2 separate regions of the Mus musculus genome follow, and region 1 is linked to region 2. A link is a contact called in public ChIA-PET data. All regions are on one chromosome and are shown on one strand. The core of a region is the stretch at or near the end of the contact, and the rest is flanking DNA. Distances in the headings are between cores, read along the strand shown.

Evidence for each region. ChIA-PET counts read pairs in DNA pulled down with a chosen protein or histone mark.
Region 1: an RNA polymerase II ChIA-PET map of memory CD8 T cells shows a contact between it and region 2, with 27 read pairs. The contact joins two enhancer-like sites. A contact is called at or near these places in 1 of 15 datasets of contacts at CTCF or cohesin (the NIH/3T3 cell line), 5 of 115 datasets of contacts at active chromatin or transcription factors (bone marrow-derived macrophages, cardiomyocytes, memory CD8 T cells and 2 more) and 1 of 9 other capture datasets (adipose tissue).

What each region holds. Positions count from the first base shown.
Region 1 is chr17:78,449,988-78,452,790 of GRCm38.p6, reverse strand. No RefSeq gene overlaps it. Among named protein-coding and RNA genes, the nearest start is that of Gm32464, 13 kb to the left of the region's middle. Within about 2 kb of position 1,385, at least 32 of the 459 cell types and tissues checked have an H3K27ac peak or open chromatin away from gene starts, as enhancers often do. A contact at or near this core is called in adipose tissue and memory CD8 T cells, where this site is marked.
Region 2 is chr17:78,244,497-78,247,316 of GRCm38.p6, reverse strand. The region is part of intron 2 of Crim1 (cysteine rich transmembrane BMP regulator 1 (chordin like)); the gene reads right to left. Among named protein-coding and RNA genes, the nearest start is that of Gm41620, 35 kb to the left of the region's middle. Within about 2 kb of position 1,411, at least 68 of the 459 cell types and tissues checked have an H3K27ac peak or open chromatin away from gene starts, as enhancers often do. A contact at or near this core is called in adipose tissue and memory CD8 T cells, where this site is marked.

The DNA of each region.
Region 1 (2,803 bases), core at 136-2,635, 210 kb before region 2:
GGTGCCCAGGGGGAGGGAGAGAAAAAACAAAACCTTTGGGTAATGGTGAAGAGTCTTATATTTGCAAGGAGAGAAAGCTGTCAAGATAACTTCTACAAAACAAAAACCAACACTATGCAACATATTTGAAGTGGTTAAGAAAGAAATAAACACAGAAAAGGATATATTTTAGAGTTGGGAACCCTTTTAAAATGAAAGTATATGACATCACTTCCTTCCTCTCGTTCCTTCCCTCTCAACCCTTGAATGTTCTTCCCACTCTCAAACTCATGGCCTCTTTTTCTTTGACTATCACACACACACACACACACACACACACACACACACACACACACAGACACACACTACTGAATCCATTAGTACTGCTTCTATGTATATGATGCTACGGGGACCACTTGATACAGGATAAACTACTAGGGACCTTACTCCTGGGGAAGCTGAGTTCTCCCTTGGCATTTGCTATGGTTCTTTGTCTAGGGGTGGGGACCAGTGAGGTTCTCCCTTTCAGCATTAGCATGTCCATTAGTAGATGTTAATTTTGAAAACCAGAGAGGAAGAACAACACCCCATAATTTTAGCTGATAAATAGTCTTCTCTTACTTTTTGGCAAACTGGTCTTAAATGAGACGCAGTCGCTGTCTGCCAGATTCTTGTGTTTCAGATGCTGGAGGCAGGGGAATCGTGGTGGGGCGGGACAAGTGTGGCTCTCCGTAGAAGGGGCTTAGGGTCTGGGTAAGAGCCTTGAAGTTGAATAAACTTGCATAGTTATTGTTCAAGTGTGGAAGAACGTCATAGCACATTAAGTACCAGCTACTTCCTAGGTCTCTCTAACTGAATAAAGCTACCCCTGTCCCTCAGATGTTGCATGAAGCAAAGTCCTGAGTTGTAGCAACTCTTAAATAACCTTGAAGAAACATTCAGTTTGTGACAGTTTTCAGCTTGTCAATAGATATGATCGAGCATAAAGCCTCTTGGTAGCCGCTGAGCTGCAGCTGAAGCAGCCCCTGCAGAAGCCACCTCCATGGAGGATCAGCTGCCCACAGTTCCTGGCGGGGGCACCAGAGCCTTAGGAGCAATGCTGAGGCTTTCGGCACACATCATACCTTCCCCAAAATGGTCATGACTTGAGGTAAGCCGGAGAGCACGACAGGCATGTGACCTGTTGATGAATGGCAGGCTTTCCAGCCAAGAACATTATTGGATCTTTCTTGTCCCTGGATTCGGCTTCCTAACTTGACCTCACTTGAAAATAGAATGGGTTATTTAGAAGCTGAGACAGGATTTATTGCCACGGAATTTATGAATTAGCTTTTACCTCTACTGGGAGCTGAGCCTTTGGGTTAGTCTTAGGCAGGCTCTGACCTTGAGATACAGGCTGCCTGCCCTGCCCTTGACACAGGAAACAGTGTCTAACTTCAGGATACAGATCGGTGAGCTGCCTCCTTTCCACCACTTCCTAAATAGACCCAGAGAAAAACATTGTAACGATGAAAACAATAATTGTTTCTATCAGCCCTGTGGTCTCTGCTAAAGCAGATAATATGAATTACAATGTTATACACTTTCCATGGGTCTGAATACACTTATTTTTTGTTTCAAAGAAAGAGGGTGAAAATAATATTCTCTGAATTTAATTTTTTATTCCTTTCTGGTATTTTTTCTTCCCTCCCCTCCCTCCTTCCACCCCACTGCTTCTGTCTTCATATCAGTTGAGCTAGTTGGAAGAGCATTTATGAGTTTGGAGCTAGGAGAAGACCAACCTCTCCGTTCTGAGGAGCCATGGAACTCTAGGAAACTTCCCAGCCCTCAGTGTATCAGTTACCTCTCATTTCAGATAAAAAAAAAATGATGCCATTGGGCTGCTTAGGGTTTCCATAATGATGACACAAAATAGATGATAGATGGTAACTGCCACTTATAATTATTATGTTGGATTCTTACGGACAAGTTCTTATGGAGTAAGAAAGGAAAAACCGGCTCAGATTGCTATAAAACTATTGGAAGAGATGGTTGGAGGATTCAATGCACAGGAAAGGGGAATAGGGAAAGGGTATAATTACTTACATCAGTGTAGTAAGAAGATTGTTGTAGCAAATAAGCAGAATCCAGTGAACGCTCTCATATGACCTGCCGGTGTAAGCCCGTGTAAGCCACATAAACCCGTTCCTTTCCTAAGCTGCTTTTGCTCAGGGTGTTTTGCTAACCATGAACTTTATATAGTGTCTATGTTGGCAAGGCTAGTTTAAGAAATACAATTCTTTAAATAACATGGACAGAAAAAAAAGAGAGAAAGAAGAACTTTCCTGTGCAAGATTGGTCTAGTCAATACTCCAGCTTGGTTGGAGAGGGACCGGTGAGCTCTGACCCCTAGATGAGGAGCCACTGGCAGTTGGGGGCTTCTCAGGGAAGGACAGTCACTTTTTCTTAAGGGTATGACTCCTGGTAGGTCAACCAAAGTGCAGTGAATGACCTCATTCTCATGAGTATAGGATAAGGCCGGTCACAAAACAAACAAACAACAACAACAACAACAACAAAACCACACACAACCCAAAAGGACACAAAGTTGGGAAGGAGCAAAGGGGAATAGATCTAACAGAATATAATCAAAATATATCGTATGCACGTATGAACTTCTCAAAACATTAAAAACAAGTTGTATTTTTAAAAATGAGCTGAGATCATTCTCCAGGTGGACAGGCTGAGTTTCAAGAGCTTAAGCACCCTGCCTTTGGATACATATCCGGTGACAGAGCTGGGTCAGAACTGGTAGGTGTCCTGACTGGAGCCCATGGGTGGGCGG
Region 2 (2,820 bases), core at 162-2,661:
GCCCCTGAAAACCACACACACATTAATTCATCTTGTGTTAATCTCTTCCCTCCCCAGCTCTGCAGTCACCACTTACTGCATCACTTCCTCCTGATGCAAAAAACACTGAGCAACAGGGGTCACAAATCAAAAGCAGGAAGGTGCCATAGAAAAGACAATGCCCAGGACTCCAGCAGCAGGAGCAGCTTATGTGGGCTGCTCTTCTTGTCTTAGCGCCCATACACCATTACAAGAGGAACCCCATACCCAAAGAGATTATCTGAGTGCCCAGGCTACTACCCTATGCGTGGCAGCAGTCAATAAGTACTAGGGGATGTGTCAAATTTTATGAGTAGGACATTTCTAAACTTTTTTAAACCAAAGGTTGAATGTTAATGAACCCTGAAATGACTTTCTTGAGAAAGTCGCACATTTCACAAGGAACAGAGACATCAGATCTAGAGGTAAACAGCCTGTCTATGAGTCACAGAAGGGCTTTGCAACTAATTAAAACTCCGTCCAATTGATTTTTGTTGCTCATGAATGTCTATCTCCCTCAGCTCCCACGCTCAGCGCCATTCCATTTGCATCTGGCTGTCCTGAGTATGTCACTGCCTGGGTGAACATCTTCCTAGATGGTAAGAAAGTGTATTAAAAAAAAGCGAAACGTGAGGCTGGGGTTCTGAGGCGAACACAAGCCTGGAAAGAACACGATGGGATGATCAATCCTGGAAAAGGACGAACGAAGTCACCCTCACGCTCCACAGAAGGTTGATCCTGGTGACTTTCAGCTGCAAGTGGGAGAAACTAGCTTCTTACTGGGAGCTGAGGGGGGCACATCTGTGTGGAGTTGTATGCATTCAACTTTGTCCCTTTCATTCACAAAGATCTTTCCATTTTCATTCCAAAAAAAAAAAAGTAGGAACAAAAGGAAGGAGGGAAGGAAAGAAGGAGGGAGGGGAGAGGAGAGGAGAAGGAGAAAGAAAACCTATATTTAAGGAACTGTTCCTCCCAGATGACCTCTTAACCAAGATACTAATAAACATGCAATACTGCAAGCCTGGAAAAGCATAAAATAAGTCTACCAAAAAATCCTTCCCTACCCTGACAGGCCATACGGACACTTGAAACCATCAGCTTTTGACAGAAGGCAGATTCACATTAAAGCCACTGTGCTCATAAAATCATGCTTGAGCTTCCTCTCATAGACTCCCCTCCTCTCTCTAGTAAAAAGACTGTGGACACTTCACCTGACTTGGGTGAAGTGTCCACGGTACCAGATAATGGCCTGGGAATAAGAATGACACTAACGAATGGGGCACACATTTGAACGGCGAGTGGCTCAGGAAACCTGGGATGGTCCACACCCTCTGGTTGGTGGAGATGACCCAGCTCAGAGCAGCCGGTCTGTTCTCAGGCACTGAAGAACCACCTCCCACTTCCCTCTGGGGGAATCTCAGCAAGTGCTCATGTCACCTAGCTGTCCCTGTGGCCACTCAGAGGGCTGGGATTCTATAGAAGAAAATGTTTTTTTTTTTTTTTGTGTGTGTGTGCGTGTGTGTGTAGGGCTAGGGTTCAGCTGGACACAGCTGGGCCAGGCAGCCACTCAGCAGCAACGTGTGACAGAGCCCACGCTGAACCCTGGGAAAACCTGAGAGGTCATCTCCAGCCAAGTTAGAAACCACACACACAGGAGGGGCTGCCCAGAGCCACTCAGGGGAGAAAAAAAAACCCTAAACCTGCTGAAGCCAGGCATTAGATCAGCATCTGGTTAGCACTTCCTGGAGGTACAAACAGAAAGTTGAAAGCTGGTTCTGAAAGAGCACCCCTTCCCTAGCTTGAGGCCAGGATGCATTTCGTCTTTTAGCAACAATAACTGATGTATTCTTAAAACGCACAGTGTGTTCATTTTAAAATAAGACATATTACATGTGAAGCAAAAACCTTCTCTGCTACGCCCAGTGTTGCTTTAACACGAGGGTTAGACAAGGATGGGCAGGGAGTTGGTAGAATTGAGCACATCTTAGGACATAAGAGAGGACTGGAAAATGTAGTTGTGTATGTTCTTAAAGAGGTTAAGACCGAACAAAAGAAAGGGAAGAATCATTGAATGGCACAGGACCTCAAAAGAGTCCTTGCCTATGGAACGTGCCTGGGAAGCACTGCTCGAATGTTAAAATGAAAGTTCACATGACACTAAGTCCTTCCTGTGGTCATTCCCAGTGCAGTGGAAGAAAACTTCCCTCTTTACCTACCTACCACGCTTCTCTTAGCAAGGGATACAACATCTTTAATCAGGACTTCCTCCTATCTCCTTGAAGAGCAGGAGAACCCACAACTCCCAGAAGGGTAGGTCACTGTATGATGTCTCCCAGCCAGAATGCAGGTAACGTGAGTGGTTTTCAAGCGACTGTTCTCTCTAACTGGTCTGAGGCCAAGTTCCTGGAGCTTCCTGCTTTTATTTCCCAGATACTTGACACTGGTTTCCGCCTTCTCGGAGCCCTTTCTGTTTTTCCTGTGCCGCTTATCAGGCCATCAAATTGGCAATGAACTCAAACATGTTTTGAACAATAATTCTTCTAAAAATCTATACCTATAGTATATAGTTTTAAAATGTTGACTTAACCTAAGCTAAAAGTCTACTGTTTCAAATATTTTACTTTGACTCTGTTTTCTTTCTCCTATCATGAAATGGGGGTTAAAGTCATTTAAAGACACACTCACACACCACACACACACCTCCATATATGTGTGTGTGTGTGTGTGTGTGTGTGTGTGTGTGTGTGTGTAGGCATTTATTTTCCCCAAATGAAAAAGCAGAATACTCTTATGTGGATGTTC